Linked DNA regions of Gossypium arboreum: region 2 is linked to region 1. A link is a contact called in public Hi-C data. All regions are on one chromosome and are shown on one strand. Each heading gives the region's core, a stretch centred on a gene start, on an enhancer-like site or on the middle of the called end of the contact. The rest is flanking DNA. Distances are from core to core; before and after follow the strand shown. Region 1 holds the start of LOC108478730 (probable leucine-rich repeat receptor-like protein kinase At1g35710). Region 2 holds the start of LOC108478548 (AAA-ATPase At1g43910-like).

Region 1 (2,700 bases), core at 72-2,571:
AGAATAATTCAGTAAGAGTGACAAGGTGGCCCATTGTAGCTGGTAATTTCCCAGTTAGCTTGTTGTTCTCAAGGATTAGCCTCTGAATGCTTGGGAGGTGGCCAATGGATGGAGGTAAACTTCCTGTCAGCTTGTTTTCTGATATGCGGCAAAACTGAAGAGAGATGAGCCCCGAAATCGATGAAGGGATGCTTCCTGTAATCTGGTTTTGATTGAGATCTAGGAGTACTAATGCTGAAAGTCCTCTTATGGATTTAGGAATGCTGCCTTTTATCGTGTTTTGGGATAAGTCCAGATATTTGAGGCTCTTAAGCTTGCCTATAGTTGTAGGCAAACTGCCAGAAAGATTGTTAGCATGAAGATCAAGCTTTGTCAATAATACCAACTTCCCTATTGTTGCTGGAATTGATCCTCTCAATTGGTTTTCCGAAAGACCAAGTTCGGTGAGTGCTGTTAAGGATCCAATAACAGAGAAAGGTATAATACCAGAAATATGGTTGTTGTTGAGGAAAAGCCTTTCCAGCCGAGATAAGTGCTTGAATGTTGCCGGTATCGACCCTGTAAGCTGGTTTGAATTGAGAAAAAGATGAGTAAGACGCCTTAACTTGCCAAATTCCAGTGGTATTGGTCCATTCAAGTTTTTGAGATTGCTAAGGTCAAGAAGTTGAAGATAGGATAGGTTCCCAAGGGAGGGAGACAAAGTTCCATTCATGAATGTATCCAAAAGGTCGTCGTCATCCGAAACAAGGCCCGAGCGTGTGACATTGACAACTCTTCCCACAGAATTGCAAGCGACCCCTTTCCAGGATGTGCAGCAATCAGTTGATGATATCCATGATTGCAATAGTCGTGAAGGGTCAGCTGTGATGGTGCGCTTGAATCCCAGTAATGCTTCTTTGTCCACTGCATTGCAGGCCGCCCAGGCTGATGGTGAGAAAGATAGTGACGGTAAGAGCAAAAGAAGTAGAGAAAACATATTGTTATGAAATGAAATCTCCATTGATGACTATGAAATCATGAACCTGAAAGTCCAATCTTATTATATATTCATTTGAAGGCAAGTTGCCAGATATTGAAAACAGTGCTGCCATGTGATTAATCCGGCTTTCATTAAGTTAATATTAATGGATATTAGCCTATCGGGGGAACTTCCAGCCAGTTGCATACAATATAAGCCTATTGGCCAACCTGGAAGAGGCGGCTGTGATAAAATTTTGGATCTTAATGTTTAAGCAACAAATGAATCAAAGTAAATACTTAATTATATTTTTTAGCATCCTTTGTATTTGTCTATGAACTGAAGCATGATGATTGATGACCATCGGCTTAGCTTTTGAGTTAAGGAACCAGTAAAAATTATTGCACTGTGTTTGCAGACATGATAAGTTTGATCCCACTTTCGACCAATGAATAGTTAACAGTAATCTCATTTTTACATGGGAGCGGGACCTGAAAGCGTAATAATATTCGCGGGCTCCATTCATGTAAAGCATTAATGGTATCACAACTCATGCATATTTCAACAGGTGATATATACCCACAGCTTCATTGATTCTGTATTTCATAGCTGTAAATACAAGCGAGGGGGGAAAAAATTGTCTCGACATGCACTTTGAACTGTGCCTTTCAGGTCATTTATTTCTCTACAGTCACGGGATATGATAAGGAAGCATAGCTTTGTTCATACGAAAAGGCAGATTATTCTTACAAAACATTTCAAGTAATCAAATTTATCAATCCAAGCCACTAATTGGTGCAATAAGTCCTTTAATTGGGCCAAGAGTTACCTAAAATAAACCGAATAAGGTTGGCAATTATCTGGACCTATCTGATAAGCCTCAAAGGACAAGTAGGGCCCAAGTACTATATTGTTTACTAGCGTATACCCCCACGCCCATAAGACCATGTGAGCAAAATCAAAATATTGAAAATATACAAAATTATTACAATTTATGCGAAAACAAAGATTTTCTTTTAGATTTCCCACTAACAAACTGAAAACTAACAAGCCCGAACTGAGAACAATAGAGAAGGAATCTTAGACAAGAAAGACACACATGGATGTTTCAACTAAAAACATTGCTGAAATAACATGATTCAAGGGATTACAGAACCAAAACTCTTGCATTCCATTAAAGATTTCTGGTCAGCACCTTGGCAGAAAAAGAAACGCGATGGGCACCTGATCAAGCAGTTGTCCGCAAGGCTGACATTTGCAGTGTCTGGTTTGAGTACCAGCAATGGCCCTGGAATTGGTCCGAACAAGTAGTTCCCTCCAAGCAACAGTCTTGCAAACGGGGCAATTCCGGAGGCAGGCAGAGCCGCTCTCAATGCGTATTGGATAGGGATCATACCCGAAAACTTGTTGTTTTCCATGGATAAAGCTGACAGCTTTGGCACTAATGGCAAGAAAGGAGGTAACCAGCCTTGGAGCTCGTTATTGCTCAAGTCAACAGCAATAAGCTCACTTTGGGTGCCTAGATTAGAGGGAGCTTGTAAAGAATCAAAGGAGTTGAATGCGAGAGTGAGTTGTTGAAGAGATGGGTGGTTAAAGAGGAAATAAGGGACTGAGCCGGTGAGTTTATTGTGACTCAGGTCTAATACTTGCAGAAAGTTCAAATATTTAAGACTTGGAGGGATTGTGCCTTCAATCATGTTGTTCCTCATGGAAATTTGGACTAAAGAAGGTGGCGGCGTTGT
Region 2 (3,016 bases), core at 363-2,862, 220 kb after region 1:
TAACCTCAACAACCTTAATCAGGTCATCAATGAGACCAAAGAGCTTATCATCTTTGATTCCAAGATATGTAGTTGCAAGTTTTCTGAATCCTGTTGGAGTACAATATCCCATATGAATATGCACATCCATGCGCCCCGGCCGCAACAGAGCAGGGTCCAACTTCTCTTTGTGATTCGTCGTGAAGATGATGATCCTTTCATTCCCACAGCTCGACCACAGTCCATCAATGAAATTCAATAGTCCCGACAATGTTACCTACAGAAAAATTTAAAAAAAAACACACACACACATACATAAATCATCGTTATCTAAGCTAATAATAATAATTTTATAATGTTATAGCTTTGAAAGTTTAGTGAGGTACTTACTCCAGGATCAATGGCTGAAGGACGATCGGTTCTTCCATCTTCGCCTTCCTTCTCACGGTCATTTTTTAACTTGCCACGATCTTTTGAAATCTTTGTGCTGCAATCTATATCTTCAATTAGAAGAATGGAGCGGTTTGTGGTGGATGTAAGTATACGTCTAAGATCGGCATCATTTCGAACACTTTGGAACTGGAGATCATACACGTTGTAGTTCAAGTAATTTGCAATTGCAGCTACCAGTGAAGATTTGCCAGTCCCTGGAGGACCAAACAAAAGGTAGCCACGTTTCCAAGCCCTCCCAACGTTTTCAAAGAAATCCTTGCGTCCCACAAATGAGTCAAGGTCATCCATTATGAACTGCTTCAGCTCTGGCTCCATAGCCAAAGTCTCGAACCTTGCCGGGTGCTTGAAAACAGCCGACTCCCACCTGGAACGATCTTGGTTATAGGTATAGATGTTGAGCTTTTCTCGCTTGCTCAAGATTGTTTGAGCTGTCTTCGCTATATGGGGAAAATACTTTTGTTCAACAAGTTCCCTAACTCTTTTCTTGCACGTCAAGTGATAGGTTTTTTTATCAGGGATGTAGTACTTTTCCGATTCTTTAACATGCAGAGTCCACTCCAAGGTTATACCTTCGAATTCATCGATGATTTTGCAATCGGAAGGGATCTTCCGTTTCGGCGGCGATGTTGGGTTGTTAATGTCATTGGAGCCGAGGAGAAGTTTGTCGGTGGAAGGGCCGATTCGGGTAGGAAGGTAGACCTCAACAGCTCGAAACGTTTCATTATAAACAGCTTGCCAGCGTTCTTCAATGATGAAAGTGAAGTTGGAGGAGAAGTATTTGGATACCAGATCAGAGAATTTGGTGTTGATAAACCTTTGCATCGGTTTCGGAATCATTTCATTCAGGATTGTACGGATTAACATGGCCATTGCTGAAAGGGAGGCATAAGCAGCAAGGATGGTAGACATGGAAGGTAGCTCTTTCAAAAGGGAAGCCATTTTTGGATACAGAGAGAAAAATTCGATGGAGGAGAAACGAAAACTGAAGTGGGTTTTAAGTGTGGCCTGGCTTCTGTAAGGCGGAGACTACTGCCTTGACTTGGATTGAATGTAGCAAATTCGAAGAAGATGGATATTGTTTAATCTAAAATAGCGTCACGGGGAAATTGTATGGAAGAGAATAAGTGAGAGACTGTTTTTGGACGGCTACTTGGAATTCCAACACTTTTCAACTACTCTATGTTGAATATTACACACCATACATTGCCAAGCGGCTTCTTTAATTAGACTTTTTGAGTGCAGAACATTTGGGGATTTGATGTTAAATACAGTCAGCTATGGAATACAGCCAATACTCATGACAATCTTGCCCAACCTAACCAGTTGTTAACATCTCATACTTTCACTATAATCACATGAATATAATACTAGTTAAAATTTTTTTTTCCTTAAAACAAAAGTGTCATTCGAGTAAATTAAAAGTTAAAAAATTCAATAAATGTGTTTGATCTAAAAAACAGAGCACCATGAAATGAGTGTGATGGAGAAAATACTATACTCTCATGTCCCTGAGACACTGACAAGCCACATGTTCTAAGAAGATAGTATAAACACTACATTTTTATGTTTCTTACAATCCTCATGTTCTGAAGGATTTGGTTGCATTTCAGAGAAATTTTCTAAGAACTATTGAAGGACTGAAAACGAAATTGGATACCTAGCTAGTTGACTAGATAATAATATTGTAAAATCTTAGGCTTTCCTTGTCTTTTCTCTTTACAGCACCATGCAACAATTTACTTTACTCTTTCCATGTCAACCCTAAATCACTTTTCCTTTTATATTGATTCTTCATAATAAAATTTCGCTTTCTGTTTTTTTTTTTTTTTTTTTTGTGCGTTTGGCTGAGCTCCAAAGTCCAAAACCATCAGCCCCGTAGTTAAGAAGCTGACAGGGACTTGGAAAACTTTTCAGTTTTTTAAAATTTTATTACAGTAAAATTATACTTTGATTACAGTTAAAAAAATTCGCTTATTTATTTTTCTCCTATGGGATAAAAATGTTCTCACTATTTTATATTTTATGCTTTTATATAAAATCAATAAAACTCAATCACAATAAAAATTTGTACACGACACCATAAATTTAATCAAAACCTCAATTATTTTAAATCAAACTTCTATAAATATATTTGCAAATAATATTTGTTTTTTACCTATATTATTAAACTCCTTGAAATAATTTATTATATATATATATATATGTGTGTGTAATTTTGTTATTTAATTTAAAATAGACGATATTAATTTATGTTAAACTTAATAAAAGTTAAATCTATAATTTATTTAAATTTAAAATTATTAAACTTTCTTTACTCAGATTAATTTATTGCAAACTTTTAAATTGATTTTTAATAAAATTTGCTATATTAAAGTATTGGACATTTAATAATTCATGGACTAAATTACAGTAAATGAATACATAATAAAATATAATTTTAAAAATTTACATAAGCCATTAATATAAATGATTAGAAATTTTCGACTTTTAAAATATAATTATTTTCTGGTATACAAAATATAATAATTAAACATTCAAAAAACTTGTTTTAGGAAGATATGGCTTTTCATTCATGTGCTTGTTG

The links. Hi-C and Micro-C count contacts between places; a contact is called where the count stands out from the background.
Region 2: a Hi-C map of leaf shows a contact between it and region 1, with 3 times the contacts expected there. The contact joins the promoter of LOC108478548 here to the promoter of LOC108478730 in region 1. A contact is called at or near these places in 2 of 5 Hi-C or Micro-C datasets (both in leaf).

The regions. Positions count from the first base shown.
Region 1 is chr12:14,572,963-14,575,662 of ASM2569848v2, forward strand. It overlaps LOC108478730 (probable leucine-rich repeat receptor-like protein kinase At1g35710), which reads right to left and starts at 1,322. Exons shown (of 1, transcript XM_017781200.2): 1 at 1-1,322. The coding sequence starts at 1,000. LOC108479949 (probable inactive leucine-rich repeat receptor kinase XIAO) reads right to left here. Exons shown (of 1, transcript XM_017782823.2): 1 at 1,950-2,700. The coding sequence ends at 2,098.
Region 2 is chr12:14,795,730-14,798,745 of ASM2569848v2, forward strand. LOC108478548 (AAA-ATPase At1g43910-like) reads right to left here and starts at 1,613. Exons shown (of 2, transcript XM_017781008.2): 1 at 370-1,613; 2 at 1-256. The coding sequence starts at 1,371. It overlaps LOC108477213 (probable ubiquitin-conjugating enzyme E2 16), which reads right to left. Exons shown (of 6, transcript XM_017779692.2): 6 at 2,976-3,016.